Regions from separate parts of the Mus musculus genome. Here all the other regions are linked to region 2. The links are chromatin contacts, called in public HiChIP or PLAC-seq and promoter capture Hi-C maps. All regions are on one chromosome and are shown on one strand. The core of a region is the stretch at or near the end of the contact, and the rest is flanking DNA. Distances in the headings are between cores, read along the strand shown. Region 1 holds the start of Ddit4l (DNA-damage-inducible transcript 4-like). Region 2 holds the start of Slc9b2 (solute carrier family 9, subfamily B (NHA2, cation proton antiporter 2), member 2). Region 3 holds the start of Dnajb14 (DnaJ heat shock protein family (Hsp40) member B14).

Region 1 (4,223 bases), core at 1,684-4,183, 2.3 Mb before region 2:
GGGTTGCTATGGGTGAGACACACAGAAGGAAAAGGGCCTAAATCTGGGATTTCCTGGTGAGGGCAAGCAGGCAAACTACAAATGACTGGCTGGATAGCTTCAGAGGTTTATTATCCACTCATTAGGGGCCTTTAATTGTTTTTCCTCCTTAGCACTCTTCAATGACTGTCGTTCCAATCAGGGAGTACAGTTTTTTCTTCACAAGTCGAAATCCTGAGCTGAGAATCAGAGTTCGCTTAAGGCCTGAGGAGAAGCGACCTCTGCTAAAGAAGAAGTCCTTGAGGCTGGTCCACGGGCAGCTCTCCTGCTTAAACACAAGCGTGAGCTCAAAGGTCGGCACCACGCTAGCATCACACACGATCCTATCCAGCTTTTTACATACATTTTCAATCTCCAAGTTCACGTGCATAACACAACCCCGAAGGCCGCAGGGCTCCGTGGACGAGAGCCGCAGGACATCTTGAGCAATTCTCTGGGTCAGTTTCTCAGGGACCAAGACCTTAGAGCAACCAAGTTTGGTTTGCTTTGATCTGGACAGACAGTTCTCCAACATTTTAACCAAATTCTGGCATGTTGTCTCTTCAAATACCACCTCGTTGAGGTTGGGCTCAGGGACAACATAATCCCAGTAGTCGAAATCTGAAAGAAATGAAAGTTTTAGTGAACAGAGAAGCAAGGTGTACGAGGTCTTACTGGCATAGTAAGACTGGCCACTTCTAGCTTCATATCTACCTGCTTTTAATACTGCTTTCTCTCATCTCAATTTTGCTGTTAACCATGTAGGTAATAGAACAGGCCTTCTAACCTTTCAGGACTGAAAGCTCATCTATGCCCTAAAGACTCTGATAAACATAATGAATAGGTTAAAACAACCCTCTTTTACAATTTCTTCTCTCCCCGTAGTCTTGAGGATTATGTGGCAAAAATCTGTCCAAGGTCATCCAAGATTACTAGTGATCTCCTTTCCCCCTTGCTCTCTCTGTAGGGTTTTCCAAGTTTATTTTAGTTTTTTTTCACAAGTCCATGCAGAACATCTGGAATAAAAATCATCACTATTGCTTAACAAAGGGACCGTTGGCGTGCAGAATGGTTTCAAACGCTGTAAAGTGAGCCTGTCCCAATGCTAATGATCTACCAGCCTTAGTTTTCGTTAGAAGTCCTTACTAGGATGGCCTGGAGGTCCAGTGTTGGCTTTGACCTGTTTGATTCAAGTTTGCTCGCAGAGGAGAGAGGACTTTTGAGGTTCCTGAGTTTATTTATAACCGGGCTGGGTCAGTTTTTCTTAGCTGAGCAAAACAAAACAGTCCCAGGAAAACAAAGTTAGGTTTACTCAGAGGAAAAAAGATAGCTCTGCATTTGGTCACCTACCTTCCAAATTAATCCTACTACTTGGCCGGGTGCCATGCCACACTGCGGCCACGAGCCTTCCTCTCCTCTCCTGGTTTTCTATGTCATTAGCTCACTTAGAGGGCACTGCTTGTTTTTTGTTTTTTGTTTTATTTTTTAAATTCCAACAAATAGATTCCAAATCATATCTGTATTTTTATCCACATTGAAGACAGACAAATTTAGAATTATAATATTATCTTATAGATGAAGAAAATCTAAAGAGCTTAAGCCACTTAATATATGCTCACACCACTCTTCCATAGTTGAATAGTCTGTCAGATTAGAAATTGACGTTTCAAGTTGCAAATGATGATTCCTGTAGAACCAGGGCTGTTCAAGTTTTCTTCTGACATTAATGCACAGTGGGTGCATTTCATAATAGAATCTTACTTAGCAACGAAAAGGAACTCACTGATGAGGTAAGTGTATAACTCTACAACATCACACGGTGGGAAAGCAAACCGAACTGAGAAGAGCATATACACTTATTATTTAACATTCTAAAAGCAAAACTAACGTGGTAACAAAATGCCGAAGGATGGTCTTCTGGAGACGGGAAAGAGAAGGATTAGGTGGCAAACAGAAAAGGGAGAATTTGGGGGGGGGGGGGGAGGGGGGACGGACGTGGTGGTGCTAGCTACACAAGTAAGCGCATGTCTTTAAACACACCCAGCCTGTACACTTAATGTTCCAACCATGAGATAGGGAACTTCATCCCCAAGAGCCTCTTAGCAGACTGGAACAACGCATTATTCCCCTTACGTTTGTTTTTGGTGGGCAGACAATGCAAAGGAAGTTTAGAAAGAGATCTCAGATGGGTTTCATAGTCCTCTGTGTCTCTAGGAGGAGATGAAGTCTCGCGCACTCAGGCAGGGACGCTTACACTAGAGAGGGGCCCCGCAACCTTCGGATAGGAAAGAGGTGGACAGCCCAGAGACTCACCACTTAGCAGACTCCCAGGGTGATAGCCACCGTCCAACAACTCTGAAATGCTGGCCGGGTTCTTACTGCTCAAACTGCCCGTTGCAACCATGGTCAACGGCTCTGTTTCCCTCGCGGAGCAGAACGGATCTTTCCCTAGGCGCTGGGAGGAAAAAGTGAGAAGTTTGCAAAAGCACGCAAGAAGTGCACAGGCTCCTCAGAGTCCCGGCATCGCCAGGGCGAACTAGCCCGGGCACTGCCCTTCCAAAGGGAGGGACCAGCCTTAGCAACTCAAGTTGACAAAGCCCTAGGAGCGGAGGCGCCAACTAAAGCCAACAGGCTGGAAGTAGCTGGAAAGTCAGCACAACTGGGAAGCGACCCTGCCCTATCCCGCCTCCTCGGGTCGCTCACCTGCCGGATTTCACCAGACGCTGAAGGGTAAACCGAGGCAGGCGCCCCTCAGTAGTCCGAAGCTTGGACAGTGGTCCCCTGCACAGTCCTGCAGCAAGCCGAAGGCTGCGGGCCACCGCGCCCACCAGCACAGGCTGCACCCGGCCGCTCCGCCTCCCGAATGGAGAGCGCTTTATAGGTCCCGCCTCTCCTCCTGGCCGGCACGCCCACCTGCGCCACTCGCTCGGGCCCGTGCCCCGGCCCGCCCCTGCAGGGTCAGGTCACCTTTCAGTTCCTTCCCAGGCAGGGGCCCAGGCAAGCCCCTGGGAGTTGGTGATCAGCCTCGCCTTGGGCGGACACCTGCTGCTTCCTGAGTTGGCCACTGGTCACCCTGAGTTGGCCACTGGTCACCCTCCTAAAGAGCATCTCCCTTCGGCCACTAACCTAGATTCTTTGGCGTGAGCCCCTGCCCACAGCTTGCCTGCTTCCAGGCTCAGACTGCTCAGGTTTTGGCTATGGAACTTTTCAAGCAGCTAGAAGCTCCAGGTCCTGTTAGGCATGACCCAAAACTTTGCTGTGTCATTCTGAATAAGTATTTGGCTTAGTTGACACTGTGCTCTGTGAGCATCCTTTATGCCCATGTTCTGACTCTAACCCATCAGCTCCAGTCCGCACCCAGTCTCCCCGCAGGTGGTCGGGATGTGGTAAGGGCTCTCTAGCTTCAGCTGCACTCAGGAATCAATGGGGCATCTTTGGGGATACTACATCTGTGACTAAACCGTTTTTCTCCGCGGCCAGGGCGAGCCTGGCCCTGTTCTAAGACCTGGCTTCGAAAGGCACAGAACTTGAATTGAAGAGGGCCAGTGCCAAGAAACTAAACAAAACCACTAACAGGATCTCAGTTGCCTGCTCCAGCCGCAGGATAGTTAGGAGCAATTGCCATTCCCAGAAGCAAAAGTTCCCGGTGGGCTTGTTTGGGAAGAAGTTTAAGCTTTAGTGGTCTTTAAAAAGCTTGTGGGGCATGAGAATAAAGAGTTGTCCTGCTAGGATAAGCTCTGCGACTCTTTCCGGGGAGTCTTGAGCAAGAGGGAACAGAGGGTCTGGGACACCACTAAAAGCACGATGCCAAACGTTTTCTTCTAACTTTACTAAGCCACCCTTCCTGCTGCCCTGCGCCAGTGGCACAGGGTTTGCAATGGGTGGGCGTTCCCAGCGAGGTTGCTGAGGTTGCTGAGATGGTTGAGGTGGATCAGAAAAGGAAGAGACCGAGATACTTGGGGTGAGGGTGAACCTCATTCAAGGCCAGGTTCCAGCACCACTCCCGCACACTTTGGGTCCCCACGTGCAAGGAAGGACCTGCAGGTTAGGGCCTTGAGAAGTAGGATCCGCTGTCCAGGCTAAAAAAACTCTCAGAAGGAAAAACAACAACAAAAGTGGTAAAGAGAGTGTGATAAACAGATCAGTGGGAGGACACTTGCAGGCAGAGCAACAGAAACTAAAGCCAGCTTGAAGGTCCATTTTTA
Region 2 (4,554 bases), core at 219-2,718:
CACCTGCTTCTGCCTCCCAAGTGATGGAATTAAAGTTGTGAGTCACTACATCTGGCTTATCCTTTCTCTCTCTCTTTCTTTCTTTCTTTCTTTCTTTCTTTCTTTCTTTCTTTCTTTCTTTCTTTCTTTCTTTCTTTTTTTAAATTCTGTCTTCACACACACCAGAAGAGGAAATCAGATCCCATTAGAGATGGTTGTGAGCTACCATGTGGTTGCTGGGAATTGAACTCAGGACTCTTAACTACTGAGCCATCTCTCCAGCTCTCCTTCTGGCTCATTCTTAATTCCTCTTGTGGGTACTCCAAAAGGGCTGAGAATATAGTTGATGGGGTTGTAACCCTAAAGACTTTTTATGCCAGAAAATATATAACATGCCCTAGTCAGTGGGTTGGTGAGTTTTTTGTCAACTTGACATAAACTAGAGTCATCTGGAAAGAGGAAATCTAAATTAATAATATGCCTCCATCAGATTGGCATGTAGACAAGTGTGACAAGACATTTTCTTGACTAATGTTTGTTGGGGGGTAGGGCCCAGACCACTGTGGGTCCCCATGGCGGTCCTGGAGCCTATAAAAAGGCAAACCGAGGTAGCCATAGAGAGCAAACCTGTAAGCAGCATCCCTCCATAGCTTCTATTTAGTTCCTGCCTTGAGTGTCTACCGCAAATTCCCTTCTTTGGACTGTGAGCCTGTGATATGAAATACATCTTTCTTCCCCATGTTGCTTGTGCTCCTGGTGTGTATCACAGTTACAGGGGGCTGTCACTTTGCCCACGTCCCCAGAGCAGCGTGCATGCTCAGGATCTAAAGTCTTGTTTAGGCATACTCTGATCCCAGAGCTGCGTTCTGAACTCCTGGAGGGTGGAAACGGTATGCAATCCACACGTGATTATCTCCTGTGCCTGCTTAGCTCAGAGAAGACATGCAGGTGTCTGCTGAACCTTCAAACCTATGAATCGGTAATCCAGCACCCACCCACGATGCAGCATCTGTATCTGCTAAGGGGCGGGGCCGTCTCAGAGGGAAAAGAGAGTAGACCTGCTCCAGGCAACTGCTCCACGGTCCACCTTACTTGCTGGGGGCTTAAAGCTCCCTGCCGTTAATGTTTTGGTGAAATCAATCTCACCGGAGTCTGAGCAAGTGTGTGACAAGAAGCTGATGCCTGGCAAGTAAGAGGGCTACAGCTCACGTGCTCTGAGCAGGCATCACATTGTCTAGGGTCTAGACTTGAAGATCCTCAGCACCCAGTCCAAAAACTGAGAGCTAAAACAAAAACAAGGAAAACCCCCGCTCGAACACACACACACACACACACACACACACACACACACACACACACATTCCCGTACCAGCTATGCGCATGGGTTGTTTGCTCGGTGCTACTCACCTCATTGCTGGCAGTCTGCGCAGGCCTCCTGGCTTCCGTTGAGTGGGAGTTGAGCCTAGGTTTACCAAGGCGTGCTAGGTTAGGGCGGTGCTGTGGCTGGGGGCCGGCGGAAAACAGGGAGGTCCAGTGGCGCGGGGCGGGGTAGGGAGGGGCGGGGCAGGGAGGGGCAGGGCGGGGCACACTCTCAGTTCAGGGCTCTGCTCATTCAGCCAGAGGGAGACCCTGGCCCACGCGCCCCAGCTTCCAGCAGCCTCTGGCCACCTCTCAAGGCTAAGAGCAGCAGGCTCTCTCACTGTTCCTGAATCTCCTAAATTCTGTAATCCGACGCAAATTCCAGGACTCTCAGTGTCTTCTCACAGGCAGGGTTCTTTCCTTCAGGTGACAAATGGCGGAGTGAAACCTTGGGCCAGTGTCTGTCACTGTGAGCCTCTTGCTATGTTGTTTTACTGTAACGCTCCCTCCCATCAGCCATTTAATTTTTTATTTCTGACTTCCAGTTTGGTGTCTTCCTCCCTCCCCCCCCCTCCCCGTTTAAATCGGAGTTGGAGTTTGTTAGGAGATTTTAACATAGATTTTAAATATTAGGGGTAAGGGGATGAAATTCTCCCAAGCAGAAAGATACATCCAAGTCCAAGTGGGGGTTTATGAGCATCTCAAAGGAGTTGCTCTCGTCCATTATCTGGTCTTACTCTTTGAGCAAGTGCTAAGTTCAGTCTTGGATTTCAAGCATGCAGGTGTATTAAGCACATTTCTATTCCAGACAGAAATCCTCCGAATGAACCTAGGCTCCATCCAGTACCCTTTCTCAGAGGAAATGAAATGATTCTTTTCCTAAAACGAACTCATTTTCTAAAACTTGCAAAAATTTCCATTCTCATTGGCTTCCTCTTCCTGCAGAACTAAGACATATTTTCCTCCCCCAACCCTTTGGTCATATGATGTTCATTTGATATGCCTTGATTTTATTGGCGTGAGTGGAAAACATTGAACTTTTGGGCTAGATTCACTCTGGTTTCATTGCTTGTAACCTCTGAGCTCTGACAGAAGTAACGGAACATCTCTCTGTTGCAGAGGTCACTGTGTTTAAACGAATTCATTTGTTTTTAACTATGTGTGTTCCTGCTCACAACACACATGATGCTCTACTCCTGAAGGGACTCTGGTCAGCTTGAGGTGGCAAGCATGGCTCAGGCATTTCCCTCTGCACTGCTAAAACCATTAGATTCCATTCCTAAAGCTAGCCACCTAGGCTCATTCCCTTAATTGGCCACTTCTTTCTCCTGAGGCTGACTACCAAGGTCCAACTATCAAAGGATTGAAGTCCAGCAATTGAAAGCCCCTTCGGTTCATCTAATTAACATGCCTGATTAAAATTAAACACTTCATCCTAACATGAGGTTTCCCCTTGTACCTTAAACTGCCATTTTCCTGTATGCCACATCTGTCACCTCTCTATCCAGAGGCAGTCCTTGATCACCTTCTGGGATAAATATCCCTGCCCCCTCTCCCTTGTCTTTTATCTCCTATCTTTGAGTCTTACTCCCTGCCCTCTGTTTCTCTGGAGCAAATAAATCTTTGTGCTGGGTACTTGGTCCTAGAGGTCCTGAGTAGATACTTTTTCTAGGAACTCCACTGTTCCATTCATTCATTCACTAGGTAAGAAGTTACAGCATTTTGATTATAATAATAATAAAAAAAACCCAAGACAAAACAAACAAAAGTCAAAGCATTTAGCCTAAATTCCTAATTTCATAAACTAAAGAACTAGGCATGGTGGCACAGTCTATATTGTGCCTCAGCACCTCAGCAATCCTGAGGCAGGGGAATGGTGAGATAAAAGCCAGTGTGAGCTACCTAGTAAGAAGCTGATTTCTAAAAACAAAGACCAGAAACTAAAGCAAAAAGGACAGGGCAAGCTGGGTGGCTGGGTCAGTCTGTCATTTGCTCGTGGAACACCTGACCAGAGCGCTAACGACCTTATCATGGGAGTCGTTGGCAGAGCTAGTCCAAGCACCCATTTGTTGTGAATTTCGATTCAAATCCATCATCTGCACCATCTTCATACGTGGAGTTAGCCCTTCACTGTGAGCCTACAGTTATCCTGGCTAATGCAGTCTCTCTGAGAAAAGGCAGAGAGTAAGGAGCTGGTTTTGATATGATCTTTTGAGGTAACAACAAACAGCTTGCACACACAACCTTAAAGCTGAAAGAAACCACTTGTAAAGAATGCTTATAGAGTTATCATTCATAAATTCACATAAACTTCTAGAATAATTTTTTTATTTCACTTGTCTCAGGTTACTGATTTACTTACATTTATGCAGAGCCTACTTTCTAATTCATGTGCTGTTGTTATCCTGGAAACCAGTGAAAAAACATCTCTGAACTTAATCTCCAAAAATCCTCTCAAATTGACCGTATTGCACGTTAATTATATATTCTTAGCTCCATATTGGATATAATTGCTGATTTTAATAAGCAATGTCTAGACTAAGAAAACAGCACTTAATATGTGCTAAACACTTGATCATGTTTCTTTTATATAACAAGACAAAAAATGTAGCTGTGAATCTAGATTCTCCTGTTGTGACATTAAAGCCGTCTTTATCTGTGGTGTGTATTTATGATTGTATAAAAAAATCTCAACTTAGTGTCAGCTTAGAGAACAATGCAAAACTTTACAAAAACATGCTTTGAAAGCCAAAGTGAAACAGGAAAGGAATATTTTTTTTCTTTAACAACTTCTTTTGTATTCATGTTTTAATTTTATTTGTTGCTATAAACTAAGGTGGCCTTCCAAATCTCCTGTGTTAAAGCATGAATCCTCCCTGTGATACGGTCTGAGCTAGGGCTTCTGGGAAGTAATTAGGTGACAGAAAGGTCTCTCATGTTTGGGATGAATGCCTTACAAAGAGCTGAAAAGGCCCGCGTCCTTTTTATTCTGCTCTTCTCAAGTGAGGCCACAACACTTCTTCCCTCTGCACGATGGCAAAGGACCCTCACTAGACACAGTGTCTCTCAGCACCTTGGCCCCGCCTTTTAGCCTTTACACAGAGAAGCAAGTCCCTCCTCCCCCTTTAAAACCCGTGGTCTTTTGTAATAGTTATCTGCTATGCCAGTAAAAATCTCACTAATCTTTGCTTATTTTAAAAACTACTCCTGGCGCTA
Region 3 (4,266 bases), core at 1,102-3,601, 2.6 Mb before region 2:
TTATAACTCGATATCCATAACAACAGTCTGATTTTGTTGGATGGTTGATTGGGTTTTTGGTTGGTTGGTTGGTTGGTTGGTTTTTTTGAGACAGGGTTTCTCTGTGTAGCCCTGGCTGTCCTGGAACTAGCTTAGATTGATTTTTAAATGAGCAAACAACTTAGAGGACTTTTCTCCCAAGAAAATACAAGTCGCCAAATGAAAAACTGTTCAACATCATTAATCATCAGAGAAATGATATCAAAACGCCAGCGACCTGTCCCCATAGTCACTAGTGACTATCACTGCAAATAAAAAACGGAGCTGCCACGCTCTGCCAGACATTGGGAAGCTGGAACCACGCGGATCGTACGAAAATGGTGCAGCCGGGCTGGAAAAACAATGTGCTGGTTCCTCAAAAATCAAAATTAGAATTACCATATGACCCAAGAATCCCACTTCTGGGTATATATGCAGAACTGAAATCAGGCTTGTAGACACTCATGCTCATAGGCACATTACTCAACACAAAAGAGGTGGAAGCAACCCAAACATCATTGACAGGGACTAAGTAAGAATTTGTGACAGCTAGTGTCAAAGCTTAGACCTGTGCTCAATCTCTACACTATGTGGGGAGAGACCTATTCCTCTGCACGCACGCATGCACGCAACGCGCTAAATAAATACCCTCCAAAAAGAAAAGGTGATGTTAAATGTGTATGTGCACAGCCACACCTAGGCACATGGGTATATAAATAATAGAATACTGTTCAGCAATTTTAAAAAAGGAAATCTGTCGCGGGTTGCAATATGGATGAAATCTGAAGTTAGTAAGTAAATAGATAATGCAGACATGCAAAGTCAAATTCTGTACGATTTCACATAGATCAGGTACCAAATTAGACTAGTCTATGAGAATGGACAGTAGCAAGGGAGCTACCAGGAAACAGGAGAGTACAGGGGGTTACTTAACTGGTGTAAGATAAAAAACAAAAAAATACCGATCCTGTGGTACGCATGAAAATACTTAACACTACTAAACTGTACACCTAAAAATGATAATTTTTATTTCACACTTTTTACAATTAACTTTTCTTTCACTATCTTTTCCTGCCCTGTCCCAATGCTAACAAAAAGGTAAAGTGAAAATCAGCAGAGATAAAAGGCTTCAACGATGTAAAAAGAATTAAGAAAACAATAAATTAAAACAGGGGGCTGCTTATCAAGTTTCCTCTTAATCCTCTTAACCTGGAAATTCTTTCAACAACAGTTAAATGTCATCCTATGGGCATGGGAAAAAAAAAAAAAGACAAAACCAAAAAACGGTAGTAAAGGCCTTGTAGAGATTAAAACTCAGTGCCTATTATGACTTTGCCCATTCCTATACGACCTTGGGCAAGGTATTTTCATTCATTTCATTCATTCATTCATTCATTTGGCAAAAGTTTCTGCACATGGTCAAATAACACGGTACTTTTCTGAGGAATAAGAGGGGCATATAAAATACTAGGCACAACTCGTGGCGCTTTGTGAGTGTTGTGTTGACTGTAGAGTTAGACAATGAATAAGGTGAATTAAAGTAGGGTAAGTCCATAGCCTACTCTTTAGCGATGTACCGAACTTGCGGGTACTTACGGTGCCATATCAAACCAGACACTATTTAGGAATCATCAATAACTTCACCATCCCTTTCGAAAGTGGAGCTGTCTTGTAAGGGCTCTCTCCTCCCTGGGAAAAGCAGTGTCATCTAAGGTATTCGAAGATACTTGCTTAAGGAACGGACAAATTACAGAACCCGGGGATGGTGAAGCCCGAGAAGCCGCTGGAGTCCCCGCTCCTGTCACTTCACAGGGGCCTAGGCTGATCTGGGGAGGGGACCCGTCACCCAGCACCCCACAGCGCCCCGCCTGTGTCCCTGAGTGCTGGAGCGGCCGCGGCCGGCGGGGCGCAGGGCGCGGGGGCCGGGGTCACGGCGGGGGCCGGGGCTCACCGCGCGCGGCCGGCAGCGGGTACAGCTTCTCGGCCTTCTGGAGGAAGCGCTGGGCCTTGTCGCGGTTGCCGGCGCTCAGGGCCTCGCGAGCGATCTGCACGCATTTCTCCGCCTCGTCGCGGTTGCCCTCCATGGCTCGCGCCTGCCTCGGTGTCCGCGGCCGCGCAGCTGCGAGGGGGGCCCGCCGCGGAGGAGGCGAGGCGGCCGGGCGGGGCACGGCGCGGCACGGCGCGGGGAGGAGCGGGCACCGCGGCGGCGGCCCGGCGACGGGCGGCCTCGCAGCTCCGCCTCCTCACGGCCGCCTCCCCGCCCCCCGCGGCCGCAGCGGCGCCAGCCGCGTCCCTCCCGGGCCTGGCGGACCGTAAAGCCGACGCGGTAACCCGGGAGGAGGGCGGGGAGGCCGTGGGTTGGCGGAGCGCGGACGCCCCGGCCCCTAGGCTCCGGTGTGGCCCGGAGCCCGCCTTCCGCGCCACCGGGGTGGGGACAGGGACCCTCACGACCAGATCCACAAGGATCAGAGGCCAGGCCTCCTGGCCCTTAGGTCTTGGGAAGCCCTGGGCCTCCGTTAGGGAGTGATTGCCGCATGGATTCGTCCTACAGGCGCTTCCTGCTTTGGATCGGAAGCCCTGGAACCCCCAACCCCCGCAGTTCCCCAGCCCTTCTCAGCGGCACATCTGACCCACCTGCCACCTGGCAGGTACAATGCAGCTCTTTGGGTTAAAGCAGCTGTAAGGCAGGAAGTTCTTTCATCCACATAGGCTGCTTAAGCACCTCCTATTCTGTTTGATTTGCTCCAGGAATTAGGATACATGTCTTAAGGCTCAGGGAGGGGAAAGGGGTCAATGTATAATAATGGAACATGCTTGGCATGAATCAAGATGTGACTAGCATTTCACACCTGTGTCTGGTCACTAAAAGCAAATTATATCCGAAGTTCATTCGGTGGAGGTACTTTCGTTGTACCCTGAGGGTCTCTGTACTTGTGTCCCACCTTAGGATACAGGCCCTTTCACATTAGTTAACTGTCAATTGGGGGGGGGGGGGACGCCAAAAGCAGTTACCTCCAGCTTCTTCCCAAGTTTTAAGACCCTAAGAGGTCATATGATACAAAGAAACAACAAAAGTACCACGGGGTTATGACTACAGATGCACTGTTTAATTAGTAAGCAGAGAATGTACTTGTTGCTGAGTGAGATCTAAGGTAAGTCCCGATTATTAAGCAAGTTTAAAGCTAGTTTGGGATATGACCTTTATTGAGCTTATCCACCAGAGTGGAAACAATGTCTGTACAAAACCAAATGCTTGTTACTATAACTTCTGCATCACAATTAAAATCCAAACAGTTTTTTAAAAACAGTCAACTCAATCAAAACCCACTACTTCAGAATCAATAGCTTCTTTGAAGCCACAGTAACACTTAAATATGGTTAAGACTCGAATGCAGAAATTTGGTTGGTTGGAAGGCTAATTAAGCCTCCAACTTGCTCAAATAGAATTACAAAAAGGCAAAATTGTGTTTTTCACAGAGATACAGTCCACTGGAATCACCAACACTGGACAGCTGTTAGGAATATTTAGAGTCCTGAGATAATAAGGAATCCAGGCATCCTTAAACAGTCTTCTGTTGTCCTTTCTTCCCGATCAGCGATTTGTGGATGTGTGGGATGACACCTAGGAGAGGGACACAGATTAAGTCTACCTTCTGGATAAACATTTAAAAAAACAATACATGAACTCAAAGCAGGTAAAATTCATATACAAAGTGAAAACTTGAGGGATGAACAATGATCTTAGCAAAAACTAAGTGGAAAGCCAAACCCCATGAAAGCACCCTGTACTGAAATCTCTTCTAGAAACAATGGGAGTGTAGGAATTTTCTTCTTAAATAGAATGTTAGGAGTTTAGGGATGACATACCACCACCAGCAATGGTAGCTTTGATCAGAGAATCCAATTCTTCATCTCCACGTATAGCAAGCTGCAAGTGACGAGGGGTGATACGCTTTACCTTTAAGTCTTTTGACGCATTTCCTGCCAACTCAAGTACCTAAAAGGCAAAAAATAAATAAAAATCTGATGATCAATATTCCAACTTACTTTCAATCAAGATCTTTGAACCTCAATGGTGTTATTTACCAACTGTTGTCATTCCCTACTACCTGAATGATAAAATTATGCAGAATTATGCAAAAAAAAAAAAAAAACCACCCAAAAAACCCCGAAGGGGCACGCAATTGCATTTGCAGGAGCAGCACACTCTGGCCCAGCAGCCTCCTCGGCTGAACGCGAGCTCCCTCT

The links. Promoter capture Hi-C pulls out the DNA fragments that hold promoters and counts their contacts. HiChIP or PLAC-seq counts read pairs in DNA pulled down with a chosen protein or histone mark.
Region 1: a contact with region 2 is called in a promoter capture Hi-C map of hippocampal neurons, with 5 times the contacts expected there. The contact joins the promoter of Ddit4l here to the promoter of Slc9b2 in region 2. A contact is called at or near these places in 3 of 39 promoter capture datasets (embryonic stem cells, hippocampal neurons and liver) and 1 of 9 other capture datasets (liver).
Region 3: a contact with region 2 is called in an H3K27ac HiChIP or PLAC-seq map of thymic regulatory T cells, with 11 times the contacts expected there. The contact joins the promoter of Dnajb14 here to the promoter of Slc9b2 in region 2. A contact is called at or near these places in 2 of 39 promoter capture datasets (hippocampal neurons and liver), 8 of 115 datasets of contacts at active chromatin or transcription factors (astrocytes, differentiating embryonic stem cells, embryonic forebrain and 5 more) and 1 of 9 other capture datasets (adipose tissue).

The regions. Positions count from the first base shown.
Region 1 is chr3:137,622,382-137,626,604 of GRCm38.p6, reverse strand. It overlaps Ddit4l (DNA-damage-inducible transcript 4-like), which reads right to left and starts at 2,933. Exons shown (of 3, transcript NM_030143.4): 1 at 2,722-2,933; 2 at 2,332-2,473; 3 at 1-639. The coding sequence starts at 2,422. The coding sequence ends at 149.
Region 2 is chr3:135,304,614-135,309,167 of GRCm38.p6, reverse strand. Slc9b2 (solute carrier family 9, subfamily B (NHA2, cation proton antiporter 2), member 2) reads right to left here and starts at 1,468. Exons shown (of 13, transcript NM_178877.6): 1 at 1,387-1,468. The region is part of intron 1 of Gm46826 (a long non-coding RNA gene); the gene reads left to right.
Region 3 is chr3:137,865,760-137,870,025 of GRCm38.p6, reverse strand. Dnajb14 (DnaJ heat shock protein family (Hsp40) member B14) reads right to left here and starts at 2,351. Exons shown (of 8, transcript NM_001033155.1): 1 at 1,970-2,351. The coding sequence starts at 2,102. It overlaps H2az1 (H2A.Z variant histone 1), which reads right to left. Exons shown (of 5, transcript NM_016750.3): 4 at 3,886-4,015; 5 at 3,104-3,640. The coding sequence ends at 3,579.